3 separate regions of the Mus musculus genome follow, and regions 2 and 3 are each linked to region 1. The links are chromatin contacts, called in public ChIA-PET and HiChIP or PLAC-seq maps. All regions are on one chromosome and are shown on one strand. Each heading gives the region's core, a stretch centred on a gene start, on an enhancer-like site or on the middle of the called end of the contact. The rest is flanking DNA. Distances are from core to core; before and after follow the strand shown. Region 1 overlaps Ssbp2 (single-stranded DNA binding protein 2). Region 2 overlaps Ssbp2 (single-stranded DNA binding protein 2). Region 3 overlaps Ssbp2 (single-stranded DNA binding protein 2).

Evidence for each region. ChIA-PET counts read pairs in DNA pulled down with a chosen protein or histone mark. HiChIP or PLAC-seq counts read pairs in DNA pulled down with a chosen protein or histone mark.
Region 2: an RNA polymerase II ChIA-PET map of effector CD8 T cells shows a contact between it and region 1, with 14 read pairs. The contact joins two enhancer-like sites. A contact is called at or near these places in 1 of 15 datasets of contacts at CTCF or cohesin (the NIH/3T3 cell line), 16 of 484 Hi-C or Micro-C datasets (B cells, the G1E-ER4 cell line, Th1 cells and 8 more) and 3 of 115 datasets of contacts at active chromatin or transcription factors (astrocytes, effector CD8 T cells and memory CD8 T cells).
Region 3: a contact with region 1 is called in an H3K4me3 HiChIP or PLAC-seq map of the 230-238 cell line, with 5 times the contacts expected there. The contact joins two enhancer-like sites. A contact is called at or near these places in 9 of 484 Hi-C or Micro-C datasets (CD4 T cells, the MC3T3-E1 cell line, the P5424 cell line and 6 more) and 4 of 115 datasets of contacts at active chromatin or transcription factors (the 230-238 cell line, large pre-B cells and stem cell-derived neural progenitor cells).

The regions. Positions count from the first base shown.
Region 1 is chr13:91,482,628-91,486,116 of GRCm38.p6, reverse strand. All of the region lies in intron 1 of Ssbp2 (single-stranded DNA binding protein 2), which reads right to left. Among named protein-coding and RNA genes, the nearest start is that of Ssbp2, 23 kb to the right of the region's middle. Within about 2 kb of position 1,671, at least 64 of the 459 cell types and tissues checked have an H3K27ac peak or open chromatin away from gene starts, as enhancers often do. A contact at or near this core is called in the 230-238 cell line, B cells, Th1 cells and 4 more, where this site is marked.
Region 2 is chr13:91,700,765-91,704,253 of GRCm38.p6, reverse strand. It overlaps Ssbp2 (single-stranded DNA binding protein 2), which reads right to left. Exons shown (of 17, transcript NM_024272.4): 17 at 1-3,489. 4833422C13Rik (RIKEN cDNA 4833422C13 gene) reads left to right here. Exons shown (of 2, transcript NR_015501.1): 2 at 213-2,589. Among named protein-coding and RNA genes, the nearest start is that of Gm22778, 21 kb to the left of the region's middle. Within about 2 kb of position 1,698, at least 102 of the 459 cell types and tissues checked have an H3K27ac peak or open chromatin away from gene starts, as enhancers often do. A contact at or near this core is called in B cells, Th1 cells, conventional type 1 dendritic cells and 3 more, where this site is marked.
Region 3 is chr13:91,648,308-91,651,796 of GRCm38.p6, reverse strand. The region is part of intron 5 of Ssbp2 (single-stranded DNA binding protein 2); the gene reads right to left. Among named protein-coding and RNA genes, the nearest start is that of Gm22778, 73 kb to the left of the region's middle. Within about 2 kb of position 1,651, at least 24 of the 459 cell types and tissues checked have an H3K27ac peak or open chromatin away from gene starts, as enhancers often do. A contact at or near this core is called in the 230-238 cell line and Th1 cells, where this site is marked.

The sequences.
Region 1 (3,489 bases), core at 422-2,921:
GACCACAAAAACAAACCATGAAGTGCTGATGTATATTGTGAAAAGTATCTTAACAAAGGAGGGCACCAGAGGTGACACTAACACATTATAGTACACATTTAATATCAATAAGGACAGCTATGTCTAATATTCATGGATATCCTTCTGAGGGGAAGAAAGTGAAGATGACAGCCAAGAAAACAAATGCTTTCTGTAAACATTTACTGAGCAGCTACTGTTCTCCGTGCTAGGCTTGCAGCTGGAACAAAACAAGCAGGAAGTAAGAGCCCTGTTTTCAAGAACTTGAGCAAATGAAGCCAACAAATAAATAAGCATTACTATACTATTGTGTTAAATGCTATGACTGATAACGTGGGACACAGAAAGAGCTGGAGTACACTTCAGAGGATGCTCAGTTCTTCCTGGGCTAGGACATGAAGCAGAGGTCTGAGCATGGTGAGCTGTTTGAATAGGGGACTCTTCTAGACAGAAACCCAGCAAGGAAGGCAGTAACAGATACAACGAGGATGTGAAGAGACCCAAATTCACTGGTCATCAGAGATGAGAGCTGAAGTAATGATAGACAACTTGCAAATACCAGACTGAAAAAAGAGAGGTCAATACCAAACAGGCAGCCCACTTAACCATCACAGGCACCTGACACCAAGCCTCACAAAAGAGGAGTCCAAATCCTTGGACCCACATGGTGAAGGAAGAGAGCTGCCTCCCATGAGTGGTCCTCTAACCTTCACACACATGCTGTTACATGTGAAATCACACACACACATACGTGCACGCACACAAAAATAAATAAATGAATCAATCAATCAAACAAACAAACAATGTGATGAAAATATTTTCTTAAATGCCAAGAATCAATGAAAAGAAGAAGAGAGATGCTGTCTGTTATAAAACAGAGTAATACAGGTTGAGTATTCCTAGCCCAAAAATGAAATGTGCAGACGAGAGATGACTCCGCAGGTAAAGGTGTGATTTCTATCAACCATATGGCCAACAACCCCCTGTATATAACTCCAGTCGCAGCTGATCCAACACCCTCTTCTGACCTCCTCTGATACTACAGACATGTGGTATACAGACATACAGACAGACAAACCACCCATCATAAAAATAAAATAAAATAAAATAAAATAAAATAAAATAAAATAAAATAAAATGAGAGAACAATTCATCTGAAGTGCCCCAAACTGTGGGATATACTAACATATTTCCATTAACAGAAAATACCACATGTGTTTCATATGATGACTTAATGTCAAAATGCTGCTACACTAAAACTACTGCTTAAATCACCTTTTAGGTTATATGCTTAATATGAAAAATAATTAAACTTCATACTTACAAATGAGTCTCATCCCCAAATTATCTCAAATGTATATACAAATTGATAGACGTTTCAGGCAACTAAGATGGCCACTCCAAAGAACCAGATGAGAAGTCAACAAGTACAAATTATGAACTATGTACACACTGGGCATTAAAAATTCTCAGATCTGCTTCAAAATTTTCAAGTTTGTAGATGTAGGTCTGTGAAGGAGAGGCTGCCAAGGACAGGAGCAGTTAGTAAGATATAGAAGAAAACTGGCTGAGCTGCAAACAAGGAGCTTACAGAACCAATCATGAAAGTCCTTCAGAGTAGTCTCTACGTGTGTAAAGGCTTTCACTTTCCTTATCAGCTATTTTAAGGTGTTGTGAGGAAAAAAAAAACCACAAGATCTTTAGCAAGACACCATTTATATAAACATGTACACCACCATAACTTTTTTATTTTTTGTTTTGTTTTTGTTTCATTTTGTTTGATTTTGAGATGAGGTCTCAATATGCAGCCCTGGCTGCCCTGGAACTTTCTATACAGAGCAGGCTGGCCTCAAACATAACAGAGACCCACCTGCCTCTCTGCCTCCCAAAAGCTAGGACTAAAGACACATGTGTGCCACACCATACATTTTTTAAATACACAGGCATCTCTCATCAAACACCTCTATGAATGTCAATCAATAGAAGCAGCAAATGAGAATGGAAACAAGGTGAGAACATTTTAAACAAGTTAAATAAGGCAAGACCTTATACTACTAAAGCTAACAGCATGCTAGGAGCTCAATAGAAACCCTGAGCAAATGCTCATGGTCACAACTAGATCTTACTTAGAAGAAGGGCTTGTCCTACGCCACATCTTCCACCCACTAAATTACAAGACCCAGGCTGGCCAAAAAGCACTCCAGAAGTCAAACTGCAGAGAGTGGAATAGTCCAAACTCAGAAATGCTCTCAATCCAGCATGTGGGCTACCAATCCAGCATGTGGACTACCAGTCCAGCATGTGGACTACCAGTCCACACATGGATGAAAGAGGAATCAAGCCCAGAACTAGACCTGCCCCTTTGACCGTAGCAATAATCCACTGTTGTAATTTAAAGCTGAACACCCCTGCTGGAATTCAAGCTTCGTAAAATAGTATTTAGTCCCACAGTGCCACTACTCTTGGCAACCACAGAAGCAGTTAAATGCTACATAGCTTAAATACTGCCCATCACCTTCATGAGCTTCCAAAGAATGCCCTACTGTTCTTCAATATAGAAGCTCTCTTGTGCTCATGCTAGGCGTCTTTGCTTCTTTCAGATGAACACAATATTTTTAAATACCATTAGTTTCTCCAAAAAGAATTATCCTCTACCTGTCTTTTTCTATTTTTATTTGCACCCTACATTTCCTACCAGGTCAGTATTCAGAACCTTCCATGGCATGAATGAATGAACCAAGTCCCACAGCGACTGCAAGCAGTTTCCCTGATGACTTCAGCACACAGACTTTTCCTTCTTTAATTTCTTTTTCACTTACTCTGTGCACCATTCAATTAGCACCTTATTATACTAACACCTCGTTTAACCAGCATCATTGGGAAAGCAAAGTGTTCATCAGAAGTGAATTTTCCAGACAACATAAGCATTAATTTAGAAGGCAAAAAAAGTGACGTGAAAACTGTTCTCTCCATAGTTACAGACAGATCCCAGTTCAAACCAAGTCTGATCCTCTGAGCTAAGTTTCAACAAATGTCATCAGGCATCTAGAAGTTTGTCACTTCATCTTACAATGAGGGGACACAGTACCACCTTCAAAGTTGCTGGCTTACTGAAAACACATATGAAGTAGCTAGCAAGCTCCCTTTAAATTACAGCTCAAACTACTCACCCTATTATTATGCACTAAAATATAAATTTTATGGAAATACTAATTATATACTTTCACACCTTTTTCAAAGACTGAATACAAAATTGAGAATTTCCTAATAATTCCCTCATTACTCAAAATGAACTCATCCAATAAATATTAATCAACGGCCATGAAATTAGCATCAAAATGATGGAGTTATCAGCTAACATTATTGTGGTTTTTTCCAACTGTTAACTCAAATACCTTAATGGTTTACTAAAAATATCATGTTTTTGTCTTTTATCTTTTCTAGATGACCAGAGATTTAAAGAAAGGTCAC
Region 2 (3,489 bases), core at 449-2,948, 220 kb before region 1:
GGTCTCATCACACCAATCTTCCCTCCATATACCAAGTATTCATGGGCTTCTTGCCTCAGTTAATGTCTCAAGGAGAGGAGAGCTACAGCCCACAAAACACAACAGGAAACAGCATCAAGAGGACATTCAGATGTTGCATAGCTGTGACCTCTCATACTGCTTATGATGAACAGTAATAATCAAGGGATGAAAACTGAAATTTCTTTCCTCAGGAAAACTACCACCAGTACTACACACTGTGCAGAGGCAAACGCTGCAAAGCCGAGAGGGAAAAGATGCTCAACCCTTGCATCTCATCTCCTGGGATGGAAGGCAGGCATGGAGAAACCGGGCCACAAGCTAACCGGGGTATGGAGTACTGAGAACTGTGCAGAGTCCCTGCTGAGGACACAGCCCCAGATCAATGTGGGGAACGATGTAGGCGGCTGTGGGGCTTCACATGCCAAGATGAATTCACTTCCAAGCTGAAGAATGTTTACCTGAATGGTCCTTTCAAATGCAATGGAGTTCAGACGCCTGACAGAATCATGAAAAGAGAAATGGAACAGATTTTCTCTATTTAATTTCTGGAGGGACAGGTGTGTCTGAGCACTTTCTTTGGCTGAAGGGGAACAGAATTTTTCTCTATTTAGTTTCTGAAGGGACAGGTGTGTCTGAGCACTTTCCTTGCCTGAAGGGAGCGGAATTGATTTGTTAGTCTTTCAGAAATCAAGAAATCTTAACCTCAGACTTTTAGCTGTAAAATTCCTGTTCACTGGTAATTGAACCCAAACTGGAATGTTTTTTTTAAAAAGCGATAATTTGTCCATCAAATTATCAAAGCCTTTTTTTTTTTTTTTACACTGGGCATCTTCACAGTAAGAAAGTCAGGTGGTTAAGAACCATTCAGGACTTAAGACTGACACGAACTTTCAAACGTCGGTGCGTTAGGGAGGGCAGGGAGGGGTGACCGGATGCATGCTCACACCTGCTGCCCATTGTCACATTTTATGGGTGCATTCTATGCCCAAAATATGTGAGTACTGCTGATTTCATTATTATGGGCTGAAGTATGCAGAAAGCTAACCTCTGGCAAGCAGCATATACATCAAGAGGACATGAATGGGCCAACAGCCGTAGAATGCATGACAATGTTGGATTTCTTACCAGAAAAACAATAAATGTTAAATAATTAAGATCTACATAAAATCAATATAGTTATAATGCTTACCCTCCGGGTAACAAAAGTTATCTGGCTATAAAAATTAAGCATTCTTTTATTTTCCTGTTTGAGAACGTAGTTTTGTCTTAAAAATAATTTTTCAGTTTTTCAAGAATTTAAACATTGGAAACAGGTATTTTTTTAAACGGAGTTCCAAGAAAGAAAGGAAATGAAAACAAAAACAAAACCATTTTACTTTTTTAAAAAACAAAACAGGTTAGAAGCACACATGATGCTACTCTATCAACCACTGTTAAAATGCCATTTGTGTCATTTATATTCTAAGATTCCCAAGTAAAATTAGGCTCATGACTTCTGCGAGTGGTAGGAATCATTTGCTTCCCTTCTCAGAAGATGAATGACAGAGACGAAGGCCAGGCGAGATGGAGAGCAGATGAGGAAAGGAAGCGCTGGGAGACCGAGCCCACTGAACACAGTTCAACTCTGTACAGTCAGAGAGAAGGAAGTGGCCACTAGTGACTGGGGGGAAATGGACTTCCTGTGTGAACTGCCTGTGACAGGTTCCTGTAGCTGGCTAGTACAAGGCTGCTCTCTGGTACAGTTGTAGGCTGACGCTGTACTTTATAAAGTATGACTCATATACTGTCCTCTAGATCTGCAGTGTAAAGCTACTTCATCTTTTTTATCCTCTATGCTCCCAGCATCCCTGGAATGCCCAGCTAACATTTTCCATTTTCAGAAAGGATGAATCAATGTGGATCTGAGAGAAATCAATTGTCCAGAACCAACAGCAGGCAAACAGTGTCAACGTTTTCAGTTATGTTACAGTCCCACAGGAAAGGGAGAATCCTCGCCCCTAAGCCCGGGCAATACCCTCTAGCAGGGTAGAGATCAGTGGTTGTTTGTATCTCAGTTAGAACAGCAAGGGTTGCAGAGCTGTCTTTTCAATTATAAAATAAACTCTCTATGCTTTTCCTATTAGGATTTGGTGTTTGGATATAGGATTAAACGGAATCCCAAAGATCTGGGAAGTGTCATGCAAGCAGGGTGCTTTCATAAGGGAGATAATTAAAACTGTTTCTTTACTCCCTTCTGAACTGTCAGACACAAAATGGAGATCTAGCCAGCTGCAGTGAACATAAGCTACACAGATAATCTGCCTCCCAGTGCAAGCCCTCTGACCCAGGACAGAGCAGACAGGGCATGGAACTGCCACCTGAGAGCAGGGACAACAGAACAGACAGGTACCCATCAGTTCTGCTCCAGCAAGCAAGCTACTGGGTGGGTGAAACCAGAAACGCTGCAGAATCCTCTAGTTTCCTCATTCTCTGCTCTCTGGGCTGAAAACCTGAATCATGTCAGTGTGTCTGTCTGTTTTCAAGTGTCTGTAGAAATGATCATAGGAAATCTGAATAAACATACAACACCATTTCTCGCTGTGTCTTATTAGACATTTACTTCTAGTTCCCTGGGAGACGCTGTAAGTTCAAACAAGTGGTTTTGTTATCACTTTTGGATTTTATCGTGTTTAAGAGAGAATGTGTGCTAAAAGTATGATAACCCATGTCACTTTATTGCTACAGTTTAAGTCATTTGAGTTAGCTAATGAGTTCTGCATCATCTAAGACACACAAATCAAGAAAGAACTCAATTTAAAGCAGTTATTGCAGAAGTGTACTGTATGAAGCCCTGGCTGAGCTACTGTTGAGGGGTTTCCTTATATACAAAGCACCACACTACTTTGCACAGAAGGTAACTGGGTGCCTGGTTGGACATGAGGATGAAGTCACTGTCTCTACTTGGTACAACCTGGGGCTCACGGGCAACTTGCTTCAGACACAGTGAATGAAAGCTCTCAAATAAGCAATTTTATTCCTATCCATGATTGCAGACATTTACAAAACCATAACATCTGAGTTCACCTTAAAAAATAACTTATATAAAGCAGTGATGTACACAGCACAAAATAGTTGGGGAAGGGCAGGAGCAACCTTTAATAATTAAAGTGTAAACGTGAAAAAAAGGATGGCATAAAAGTCCTACTTACTTCTACTTAAGATGTCATGTGATACTATCTTACAATGTCCTGTGGGTCAATGCACGTATGCGTATATGTGCATACAGATCTGCATATACGATGCATTCTCTTCCCACACATACACACAGATAATCATCGCAGTTCAGTTGGGGGCAATGCTAATGTGCCGCTCCGTACAGTTGCTTGAATCACATTTGGACCCGCTTTCTTCTCAAAATAGGGGAGAGAGCAGGAACTAAAAGGTGGTCTGGTTGTCTGAGATTCCTTTGTCTAACTGTACACGACGAGT
Region 3 (3,489 bases), core at 402-2,901, 170 kb before region 1:
TATTTTCATGTAAAGCTGCTCTAGGTGAGGGTATGGGAAATATACCCTTTACCTTGTATTCAGCAATCATTGCAAAAATAACTTAAAAATGCTGTATTTTGTTCTTATCTTTCTGGTATATTGATATTCTTGTGGCATTCAATTGATTTAGCAATAGTCCTTTGAAATATCCATGCAGAAAAATTAATATTTTGTTAAGAAATTGGCCCTGATAGATCTCGGGGGTAGAGTGCTTGCTTAGCATGCCTGAGGCTGTGGGCTTTACTCCCAGAAGCACGCATGAAACAACACTAAATTATACTAATATAAATATAAATTATATTACCTTATAAAATAAATATAACCCATATTTATGTGTCAATTTTTTTAAGTAATAAAGGTTTTAACATGTACGTTAATGAATTAAGCTAGTTCAACTCCTACATTAGATGCTGGGAGTTTGAAAACTGGAAGAGAGGGAGGTTGAACTTGCCTGAGGATTTCTATGGTAGCTGAGGTGAGAGGCAAGTGCAAGCACGAGCAACCTGTCGGACCCTCCCTTGAAAAAGAAAAGGTGACCAAGGCTCGAGGCACAACAGTTCTGCCATCAGCCCTCTTGACCAGTGTTTTCTAATCACAGAATAAGATTCAGCATTAAAAAACAAAACGAAACAACCACCACCATAAACTAAGAGCTCCACCCCATCTATGTTGATCCCTTGACTTTCAGGAGTATCAAGAAGTGGCAGGACAAGTGCCCTGGTCTCAGACAGCAGTCTAACTGCTGAGTGCTCCCCGGGAAACAACTGGAGTTCCAGCAGACATTGTCCTTCTATCCCAACTGCGAGGCCGAAGCAGATGCCCAACAGTTCCTCTTCTGCTCCCTGTCCATCCAGAAAATGCTACGGGGCTTTTAGTTTTCTGAATTGTAGGTTTTAAAGCCTCCTTAGTTAGTCAAGCTGAGAAGTTTAAAGTCATTCTGTGGCTGAGACCAGAAACTATCACCAGGTCTGTAGGACAGCAGTCACAAGAAGTCAGCTGCCAGCTGCCCGGCACCTCTGCATTTCAGGTGTTTTATCTTTGCAATAGAGAAGGGCTTGCTCCATTTGCAATGCTCGGGCTTTTTTTTTTTTTTCTTTAGCATTCAAAATTACATTTCTAGAACACTTATGTTTTATTTGTATGGTTTGTGTTTTGATAATTAAACAGTATTCTCTGCCTTCCATTACACAATTTTAGTGACTTTCACTCTGGGAAATACTATTTCTACTATCTGAATTTTTAACACACACACATACTCTCTCTTGTCTCTCATGTATTAGATATTATATTTTAATATTAATTACACATAGGTATTTCCAATTAATAATTAGTATTTCTAGTACCTTACTCAGTAAAACTGAGAAACAATACAGAAACTACACTTCTGGTTCATTAAAATTTAAGATAGCATGTACAACTTCTGGAGAGTGGGAAAGGGGCATCTCCAGAATTACAATATTTCTAAAGACTTGTTTCTGAAACCCATCAGGGAAGGAGGAGAGGCAGATCACTGGACGGAGGGGCATAGCAAGCCTGACATCCCGATGCAGACTAGAAACGACCTTACAAGCCTGTGCATGTCTCAGTGTGGGAGGGAGCAAGCAGCCAGTCCTGACGCTGGTGTGGCTGACTCAGGAAGACTCAAGAACAGCAGAGCACATGACACGCATCAAGGCATCTCAAAACCTCAGACTTATTCACAGGAATCCAGTAAACATTTACCTCTAAGACACTAACCCAGACATGATAGAAAATATTTCCTGGGGCTCAGAGATGGCTCAGCAGTTAAGAGCACTAACTGCTCTTCTAAAGGATCTTGGTTCAATTCCCAGAGCCCGCATGGCAGGTCGTACCTGTCTATTACTCCGGTTCCAGGATTTGACATCCTCATGCAAACATATGTGCAGGCAAAACACCAATGCACATAAAAAAATTAAGAAATGAATAAAATTATTTAAATTTTTTTCAGTTTCTGCTCTGAAATGTTTTCGTTTTTAAGCTTGCTTGCTTGCTTCCTTCCTTCTTTCCTTCCTTCTTCTTTCTTTTTTCTTTTAAAAACCTGTGTATCTTGTGGGCAGAACAAACTTTAGGTTGAAGGTTTTGTGGGTGGGTTGATGTCCCCCTCCTTCCACTGGAAGTCCTGCCTGGCTATAGGGGGTGGCTACCAGTCTCTGTATTCCCCACTGGTAGAAATCTCAGCTAGGGTCACTCCCATAGACTCCCTGTAACTCCCCCATCCCAGGTCACCAGCTGATCCCAGAGATTAAGGGAACAGCCAACCAATGACTATCCAAATTTGAGACCCATCCCATGGGAGAGAGCCAACCCCTGACACTATTAGTGATCCTCTGCTATGCAAACAGGAGCCTAGCACAACTGTCTCCTGAGAGGCTTCATCCAGCAATGAATGGAAACATGCTGAGATCCACAGCCAAACATTAGGAGGAGCTTGGGAGTCTTGTGGAAGAGTTGCAGAGAGAATTAAGGGAGAATTAAGGGAGGGTAGAGAACACCACAAGAAAACCTGCGGAGTACTCTGGGACCTTGGGGGCTCACAGAGACTAAACCACCAACCAAAGAACATGCAGGGGCTGGAACTAAGCCCCCACCCACATTTGCAGCAGATGTACAGCTTGGTCTTCATAGGGATTCCCCTAACAATTGGAGCGGGGCTGTCTTTGACTCTGATGCCTGCTTTTGGGTCCCCTTCTCCGAGCTAGACTATCTCCTTGGGCTTTAATGGGAGAAAAGGTGTTCCGTCCTGCAGGAACTAGGTACCCCGCGGTGGGGTGGTTCCCAAGGGGGGCTTCCCCTTTTCCTCAGAGAAGGGGAGGGACAAACAGGGAAAGGATTTACAAAGGTAAGACTTGGAGGAGAGGAGAGAGGGGTTGCAATTGGGACAGAATATGAATTTAAAAAGTACATTTTGGAAAAAAAAACATTCTTTTTGATTTCTTTTCAGTCTCAAGAGAAAAACAAGAGGTTTTTCTCATGTTTGATTTTTTTTCAAAGTATTGGCAATATTGCTTTACTCTGTGCTCCCACCCAGCTGGGGAGCCTTTTCTAGCCAATAACCCTGTAAAGAAATGGGAATTTTCCTACTACCTGATTTTCTTCCTACTTTTTCTTCCCCTCTCCCTCTCTCTTTTTAATTCCTTTTCATTACTACTATGCCAAAGCATTAGGTCAGTTTGCTACCATGCAGTCTGGTTAAAGACAGACTCTTTGCAACACAGATGCTAACATGGAGACACTGTCTCACGGCCACTAGATGGCAAAGCAGCATTCCCACTGCTGACCTAGTCCTGCCAGCGGCTGGAGATGCTGTGGCACTGTCCTCTAGCACAGCAGAGCTCTGTCTGATCAACTCAATCAGATTCCGGGTGAGCGCTCAGCCTGAAACTAAGTCACTCTCGCAGTACACTTGCTGTCCCCACATACTTACAACTGCAGTCTGGCAAAGCCTTA